Linked DNA regions of Capsicum annuum: region 1 is linked to region 2. The links are chromatin contacts, called in public Hi-C maps. All regions are on one chromosome and are shown on one strand. The core of a region is the stretch at or near the end of the contact, and the rest is flanking DNA. Distances in the headings are between cores, read along the strand shown. Region 1 holds the start of LOC107843598 (protein fluG). Region 2 has its middle 14 kb from the start of LOC124887636.

Region 1 (4,893 bases), core at 1,307-3,806, 40 kb after region 2:
TAAATCGAACCGATGGATGCATATCCTTAATATCTAGCCCCCATTGTTCTTAAAAATTTCCTCAAAATCAACATCTATACCTACTGGTTCAGATGGTATCTCATCTAGATTCACTCTATCAGCCTTTTGTTTTACTTGTTTTTCATTGTTAGACTGCCTAGATTGAAGCAACTCTTCATCAAAATCACTCAAATTTTTAGTGTTTTCATCAACATCATAAAGTGAATCACCATCAAAATCACTGATATCTAAATCTACTTCAGAATCAGATGTTTGAAGATGGTATGTGGACAAGTCATTAACTTGACCTTCCTGTAATTCTTCTAAAGATACCTTAGCTTTTCCTTTGTCTGTCCTATGAGGCTGATTTTCATTTATATACTCATCTTCATTAACATTCAATGGTTGACGTAAAAACACATCAGTCTTATCAATTTCAAAAGGGACTGGCACATCACCATTATAAAGTAGTAATAATGGTGGAATGACTGTCACATCAGCTCTAGACACACTAGATTTTTTTATTTTTCGAGGCTAATTTTTTTACAATTTCAATCTTATTTTCATCAAAAACAACTAAAGGTTCACTAATTTGGTAACAATATATACATCAACAAAATCCCGAGCTTTTAAACTGTTGGTAAATCTTAAAATATCAGCATCACTATTTAACATGTAACTCTTTTTGTTAACTCTACACCTTAAGGTTTCAACTTTTTCCACACCACATTCCAGTGATAACTTATGAAACAATTTTTTTCAGATCACAAATTCCATTTGCATATCTTAAAACAAGGTCTGACAGAAAACACCCTTATAGGTAAATTGAAGTGTTACTATTGTATCCATTTAGTTACAAAACCTGTACAATGACAAGATAACATATACAATTAGTCAATTATGTAGAAAACCCTAATTTTTAAAGAAGAAATAAATGAAAAAAAAATTCAATTCTAATTTTACCTAAAAAACTTTAGAATCCTATCGAAATCACAAAGTATGCCATTGAAGGCACAAAAATGCTACATATATGTCTAATAAAAGCATTAGACACCAAAAAAATGCAAAAGCCTCAAAATTTTCGATTTCAATATTGATTTTATCAAAAAAAATCTTAAAATCTAATCAAAATAACAAAACATGTCATTGAAGGCATAAAGTTGTTATATATAGGTCTAATAGGATCATTAAACACGAAAAAATATAAAAGCCCCCAAAAGATCAGTCACAATTATAATTTTACGAAAAAAATCCTAAATTCTAATTAAAATCTCAAAATATGCCATTAAAGGCATATCGCTACTACATATACTACCTACAATGCTATTAGACAAAATACAGAGCAAAATCCCCCAAAAAGTAGAAGAAAAAATTTGTGAATCGTAAAAACCCCTAAAACCTCTAAAATGAACTTCATTAACTCGAACAAAAGCTTGAAACAAACTCCAAAATTCTATACTAGCACAAAAGTTTAAACACTTACACTGATTTCAATAACCATAAACAACAATCGAGCAAAATCAGTTAATTTTGTGAAAATTAAAATAGAAACAAAGGGACAAAGTTGTACAAGGGTCTGAAATGACCTAAAAAATGGGTGTCCCTTAAGTATTTATATCCTGTACACGTAATTTCATATGTGGCAATTAATTTTAAAAATTTTAATGAAGTGTTTGTGATTGTGCAACAAGTTCAGATTAATAGATCGAAAAGGGATTTCAAAAAATGGTTTTAGATGAATTTAATGGTCTAGATAACAAATATATAAGTAGAAGTATTTACTTTATAAATCAGAACAAGATAAGAGTCTACCGAGCTACGCGAAAAAAATAATATATCTTCCTTGGTAGTTAAAATAAATAATTAGAAGGGGATTTAATTTTCTAATGATAAGTAAAATGATTACGCATATCTTAGTTTTTGGAGATAGTGAATTCCACGTGGTTAATAGTCACTCTTTATGAGTAAAATTAGTAATTGGCGCGACATTCACAGCACATCCAGACAAAAAGAGAAAGTTATTCACACTGGTTTGATATGCTGAATAAGAGATATTCTATTTTAAAATTAATTTAAAGATAAATTTATTCATATTTATTTAAAATAAAATCACAAAATAACTTATTTTGAAATTAATTATTTAGAATTATAGTGTTATTTTTATCTAATATTAAACATGAGATAATAATTGTAAAAACAAGTCCTTAAATAATTAATTTTGAGATAATTTTGCTATAACTAAACGAGCCCTTAGTTCCTTTCTATGTGTCATGGTTTTCTTTTTTTAAAGAGTTAAACAATATAAATTTTGATTAATATTTTAAAAATAAAATAAATTATTTTTTCGAATAAAAGAACAAAGTCCGTTTTTATCATTATATTAGTATAAAAAAGTGTAACTTAATTACTTTTCTTATAATTTTTAAATATTAATTTTAAATATTATATTAATTTAATTTTAAAAATTAATTGTTAAAAACTCAAGCATGATAATTATTCTAAATCGGATAGTTGCAGTAGGTGCGTGTATAGTAGTTATTATATATATGGACAAAGCCACTTAGCAAACATTTGCCAAAAGTATTGTATTAAAGTCCAAAACTTTGACTTACTCATTTTGTTGGGAAGAAGAAGGAAATGGAGAGATTTGAAGAGTTGAAAAAAGCAGTAGAGGGAGTGGAAATAGTGGATGCTCATGCTCATAATTTAGTGGCTATTGATTCTACTTTCCCTTTTATCAACTGCTTCTCTGAAGCTGATGGTGATGCCTTATCTCATGTACCCCATACCATCAACTTCAAGGTGTCACTTTTTTTTCACTCCCTCACTTTCAATTTGCTTCACGTAATTTTAGTTCGTTTTTAGTACTCTCGTTTAAAAAAGAATCATCTATTTTAACTTGGCACAGACTTACTATTGAATCTTGTAGCCGTAAACAAAATTTTTGTCAAATATATCAAAATAATCTTTAATCTTATGGTGTTAAACATGTGATGTGAAAAATTAAAATTAAAGTATTATAAAAAAAAATAACGGTCATTCTTTTTTAAATGAATTAAAAAGGAAAATACTTTATTCTTTTTTGAAACGGAGGTAGTAATTGCCACGTGACATGTTTTAAGGCCATCTTACTAAAGTGCATTTGGTACATTTGAGGTATTTTTAATTCAAGACCACATGAATAAAAAGTTTCTTTTTACTTTCTAAAAATTCTAGCATGTCAAAGTCAAAATAGGCCAAATAAATTAAAATGGGGGAAGTGTTTTCTTGATAGCCTATAGATACAAGAAGTTATATGTATGTGTTTATGAGTTTGGGTGTATGTATATTGTTAGAGTGGAGTTGATAAGAACTTGGATAATCATCATATCATGTGCTAGTTTTGGGGATTGAGTTAGACTTAAGTTTCTCATATCCTTATATGGTATTGAGGTTAGGTCCATTATCCTTGTTTGGACTCTCGGGCTCGTGGTCCATGCTTTAGTTGGTTCTAGACGTGAAGGGTGTTAGAGTGGGCTTATATGAACTTAGACAATTATCCCTCGTGAGCTAACTTTTAGAGTCAAGAAGGGTGTTAGAGTGGCTTATGTGGACTTAAGACAATTATCCCTCACGAGCTAACTTTTAGAATTGAGTTATACTTAAGTGTCGTATCTTTATTTGGTATTTCCTGTTTAGGCTCCCAGTCTATGCTCCAGTTGTGCCTTATGAAGGGGTGTTAGAGTGGATTTATATAGACTTGGGCAATCCTCCTTTCTGCACTAACTTTTGGGATTAAGTTAGGTCTAAATATCATATCTATATATGATATTAGAGTCGGGTCCATCCCTGTTTGGACTCCCGATCCGTACGCTAGTTGGGTCTGAGCGTGAAGGGAGTGTTAGAGTGGGCTTGTGAACTTTGACAATTCTTTGCTCATGAGTCATGATCTAGCTTTTGGATTTGAATTAGGTCCAAGATTCATTTCTTGATAGTGGAAGTAAGAATTCAAATGGATTTTGTTTTGTTGTTAAAACTATTCAACATATGTTTAAAATCGATTCTATTCCATCAGTTTCACTTTGTGATTTGTGAGAGTTTACTAGAGGGAAAAGGGAATATTTGTGTTCTTAATGGCAAAATGGGATTATTTTGATTAAAGAGCTTTTGGATTTGAGAGATGATAAATTTTTCTGTGGACTAAAATGGGACGTGTCATTGTAAGATGTGACAGGTTGAGCAAAGTGAATGTTTACCAAAAAAAGAAAAACAGGATTTTGTGTATGTATTATTACAGTTAAGAGCTAAAAACGGCAGCCCGGTGCACTTAAGCTTCCGCTATGCGGGGGGTTCGTGGAAGGGATGAACCACAAGGATTTATTATATGCAGCCTTACGCCACATTTCTGGAAGAGGCTGTTTCCACGGTTTGAACCCATGGCCTCCTGGTCACGCGATGACAACTTTACCGGTTACTCCAAGGCTCCCCTCCCCTTCTTTACAGTAAAGAGCTGAAGGAACATTTCTTGTTCTGTAGAAAAGACTATACTTTTTGTGTGAATCCAATTGTGTAGGCGTTCTTGAAAACTTGGAACTTATGAGACACCTCAAACGTAGGTTGTGGCACCATGTGAGTTGGATCACTTAGCCACGCTTCATAACTAGAAAAACGAGCATTGGTGGAAATACATGCCGCTCAGCCAAAGAAAGATGTTGGAGGGTTGACCAAAATGTGCACTAACGCTACATAGTGTCAGGTAGCTTTAGTATCACCACTTTATCAGAACAATTATATGATAAAGCAACTAGGTGGCCCTGGTGCATTGAATGCTTCTGCAAGTAGCATTTAGTGGTTTTCTGATCAATGAGAGATAATTTGCCTGGTTCTCCATTACTGCGAATGGGGTCTTGCTCT
Region 2 (4,841 bases), core at 1,201-3,700:
ATATTAGATTACCCAATATCCTGAATGTGTTATACTCGCTAGGATATATCGATTACCTTTTTTAAAATTGTAAGGTCTGACTACAGTGTAGGATCTTTTTATCTGAGTAAGAGCACTATAGAAGGAAGAAAGGTATTCCAAAAATCTAATCCTAAGGTAAAATGATGTGTACAGACTTCTGATGACAGATAATGTTTAAAAATGTGCAAAAACATGTCTATGACACCGTCATTTTTCAGAATATGCCACAAATACATTCCATATAAAGCTTAAGTTAGGAGAGAGGGCACACTTTATTTAATTCTATCTTCATCGCGCCCCCTCACGTGCAGGCCTGGTTCTTTTTTCATGGGCCAATAATGTGGAAGTCCATTTTGATAACGGGTAGCAGTGAGATTTGTACCCAGGCTAAGCTCTCTGATACCATATTAAATTGTGAGATCATGTCATCTAAAAGCTTAAGTTCTTAGCGAGAGGCACACTTTTTTTTACTTAATTATATCTCAACAAAAATGTGTTGTGTACGTGTCCATTTCCTTGCTACCTGGTTGAATTATTTTATGGCTGGCAAATTTCAATTTGCCAATACAACAATATGCACCTTGAGTTACTCAGCTTGTATCTTCTTTCTAAATTTAATTGGTGTAATCTGGAATGATTTTCCATTCAGGTGCAAAGATAGCGCGTGAAGTGGTATTCTCAGTTCTACGCGATGCATGTATTGATGGTGATCTTTCAATTCCAGAAGCTCTTGCAGTGGTTAAACATATTTTTGCAGAAACTGCAAAGCAATTCTACAAGCTTAATGTTTCTTCAAGATACTCTGATGTAGAACCTCTCCATTTATCAACTTCCTTCAAGAAGGAACAGAACAGCCCCTTGACGGATGTTACACTTGTTCGCGTTATGTGAATAGATTTCTCTGGAATGCATAGATGTCGTGTAAGTTGTATCATCTGTTTTAAGATTACGAATTATTTTATGATATTCAAATGCCCGTGACAGTTTGTTCAGTTTGCTGAAACACAAATGGTTTGAAGTATTTTAATTATGTGTGTCAACCAAAAAGAAACCTTTTTTTGGCAATTAGCTTAAACTAAACATGGTGTAACTGGGGATACCATATCCTTGCATCATCTCAAAATACCTACACATGGACCTGAGGTTCTGACAAAAGATTTCGCACACCTTGGTCTTAGTAACCATATATTTTAAGTTGTAACCCATATTGATTGGAAAATGTAGTTAGGTCGCACATACATCTCAGCGTATATCCGCAGCACTCATCTTGTGGCTATGTTGGACTTTCGCAGCTTAAAATTGCCTTCCGTATGACATTGATAGTCTTATAGCAGTTCTATATAACTTTACCTTTCATTTTGGTAGGCATCCTCCTATCACAGAACAACCTGGTAGTCTTCTTTATTTCAACAATTCATTCTGTTCTCCTGGAACAACGAGCCTAACTATCTGAATTGTTTGCATTTAGAGATCACAATCCTATTTAATATCACTTCAACTTCACTCTTCTTATATTGACTAAACTGGTAACACATATATTCAATCTTACTTCTTCTTATTCATGTCAAGAATGGACCTCGGACCTAACTCAACCTCAAAGGCTAGCTCATGAGGTGAGGATTACCCAAGTCCATATAAGCAAACTACCAGTCCATGCCCCAATCAATGTGGGACTTTTTACCCACTCTAACACCACCACCACTACCACCCCTCACTCCCAGGGCCCAACTGTGTTGCTTAGCACATTCTTTACTAGAGCAGAGTACAAGTACGGACGCATTCTGTGTCTCCTACTACTGTTACACATGCTAATTACGACTCCTTCAAGGAATAGAGAAGCTCTCGGGCATACTGCTTAAATAATTTTCAGTGTGAGCATAAAGAAACAGGTGAAAGGTTGTCACTAAGAGATTTCAAAACACAAATTACGTCACAACTTTGCTATTTCATCTTACTTCAACTAGGAAATTGTCGCCTGTTAAAGTAAAGATATCCATTTTTTGGTGAAACCTGAAATATTGATTCTGTGAAACATCAACACTCAGATATCTTATATTAAGATTCAAGAAGCTTTCCGATATTTTTTCCACTCTTCACAAATATAGGATGTCGTACTATAATCACGTAGTTCGAAAGGTTTGGTGTTTGTTTTTCTTTATAAATTTTTATTTGGAATTGATAAGTTCATGAAATAAGACTTGGCATGGGGAGTGTTAAGAGTCCCACATCGGAAAAGGGACGGGCAATTGGTCTCCTCTTATTGACTTGGACAATCCTGCCCTCATGAGCTAGCTTTTGGGTTGAGTTACTCCCAAGATCCATTTCTTTACATGGTATCACAGCCCGTCTCATCCCAATTCTTTGTTCACTGGTGTTGGGCCCCCATATTATATTATTCATGCCTCAGTTAACAAGATCTGGATGCGCGGGGGAATGTTAAAGTGTCCCATCCTTCCCTCATGAGCTAGCTTTTGGTTTGAGTTTGGCCCAATGATCCATTTCTTTACAAAGAACCTAATAGACTATTTCAATATTTGCGTGAATGTGTTCTTGTTTCCTGTGGCGATTTGTAGAGTTACTATTACATTATTTGAACGTTTCTTCTCGGCTATGTTTTAAGGCGCTGTTGGTGCTTTTGAATTTGGAGGTTATCATAATTTGAAAGTTAACACAAGTAATGGTATTGGATATTCCGGATACCAAATATTGGCAATTATATGATGTTTTATTCTCATCATAGCAGTCATTCGTTGCTTTATTTTTCTACATGATGTGTGTTTCCCTGATCTGTCAAAGTGGACTGATTTTGTTCATTTCTTGTCATCACTTACAGGTTATTCCACAAGAGAGGTTCTATAGTTCTGTGAAAAAACATGGTTTAGGGTTAACTATTGAATGTATGGGAATGACTTCACTAAGTGACGATATCGCACAGGATACTTGGATTTCCCCTACTGGTAAGGTCAGAACTGTTCCGGATTTATCAACCAAATGCAGAGTCCCATGGTACTACTTGGAAACCTATGCATTAATGCTCGATATATTCCACTGTTTTAAGCTTACATGTGCAGTAGATTCTCCTTATATTTTCTATGGCAAGTCATATATGAGAAGATAAGGAAAGACCCCTCTTTAATTCATCCCATGTTCAGCAATGGAAATTTTAAACAATATTGAACTTCAAAAATTTTGTTTGATGTCTAGCTAACTGGAGCTAAAGGTCAGAACTCCTATGCGTTCACTTGCCACTAATGAGATAGAGGATAATTGGCATGGATCAGCTACAACAGAAGTTAATATAAATACAACGAAGTTGATTAGGATTTGAGATGACATTTCTGAATGGGCCGCAGCCTGGTGCACGAACCATCCTGCTTCACGCAGTTGCTGGGCAAGGGCGCACCCTAGGGGGTGTGACATAGGCATCCTACCCCAATGCAAGCTCCAGTGGCTATTTCCCCTTTCGAACCTGTGACCTATATAATACTTAGAGAGAACTTTACTGCTGCTCCAAGGCTCTCCTTCATAATATATCCAAATATAGTACTGAAATCACGTGGATAAAATAAAAGGTTAGAAAAACAGAATAATCTAGAGAAAATTTGAGTGTCGTTCACCCCAACAATATCTTCCCTTTTTTTCAAATTTGCTGAGTTCTAAATTTCTAGCTCTTGAAACTTTAAATCTGTTCTGTCAGACTATACATGTTTTCAATCGATCAAGGTTTCAATTATCACTTGCTGCGCTGCCTCCCCATTTTATCCCTTCCAATTTATGTGCTGTAGATTCCATCTAACTCAATGGAGGATGATCTGTCTTTTAAAGTAAGAAAAACTGATAAAGTTCTTTAATGAGTCGTGTGATATACGTTTGTATGGTTTTCTACTTTTTGGCATACTTCTGTTATACGGGCATGTCTTTCCCTTCCTTTAGTACGACTTTATTACTTCATAAAAAACGAGTATTATGATATACTTTGAGAATGTGTAGGATAAAGACAGAACATCAAACAAAAGTATTTTGTAGTTGATTTGTCTAAAATAAACATGTTGATATCGATCTTGTTCTTTGATCTATCTTATATTTGATAAACATATGGAACTTGGTGTGGAACCATTCAATTGAGTTACAGAGTTTCTCTGCGACTTGGTCTTGTTTTGTTGTTTCAAGGGCAGCAACATTTAATCATGTTTGTGTGCACTTTTTGATCCAGGGCAAAGCACCAGGAAATGGTTTTGGCTGACATGTTAACTGAACCTGGTAAACCATGGCAATATTGTCCAAGAGATGTACTTCGCAGGTTCTCTAAAATTCTAGAAGATGAATATGGCTTGGTATGTTTTAATATCTTTTGCTCATGAGTTGAAAACTCATTGATCTAACATATCTCTACATGTCCAGGTCATGACTGTAGGCGTTGAAGTCGAATTTTATATTCTGAAGACTGTATTAATGTATGTCAATAAAATTTCCCACAATGTTTTTTGTTAGGAGTTTCTCTTCTGTAATTTGTTGTTCTAACAATGTATAACTAAAATTACACAGCGATGGCAAAGAAGAAAAACGAATATTTGACAGGACCCCTTACTGCTCTACAGCAGCATTTGATGCTGCATCCTCAGTACTTGATGAGATTGTTGCTTCTCTGAAGTACTTGAATATCACAATTGAACAGGTAATATTCCATTTCCTTGAGCATTGTCTTGGGAATCTGATGTTTCTCGATTGGTTGCATGCAATACTGCAGCTATTAGGAAATTTTAGCAAGCATTTGCTCCTTTAACTCCATGATTGACTGCCTTTTTGATCGTAGAGCTCAA

What was found. Hi-C and Micro-C count contacts between places; a contact is called where the count stands out from the background.
Region 1: a Hi-C map of leaf shows a contact between it and region 2, with 3 times the contacts expected there. The contact joins the promoter of LOC107843598 here to the enhancer-like site in region 2. A contact is called at or near these places in 4 of 5 Hi-C or Micro-C datasets (bud, leaf and placenta).

What each region holds. Positions count from the first base shown.
Region 1 is chr10:206,045,835-206,050,727 of UCD10Xv1.1, forward strand. It overlaps LOC107843598 (protein fluG), which reads left to right and starts at 2,557. Exons shown (of 18, transcript XM_016687924.2): 1 at 2,557-2,802. The coding sequence starts at 2,638.
Region 2 is chr10:206,006,346-206,011,186 of UCD10Xv1.1, forward strand. It overlaps the pseudogene LOC107843597. Among protein-coding and RNA genes, the nearest start is that of LOC124887636, 14 kb to the left of the region's middle. Within about 2 kb of position 2,451, at least 1 of the 5 cell types and tissues checked has an H3K27ac peak or open chromatin away from gene starts, as enhancers often do. A contact at or near this core is called in leaf, where this site is marked.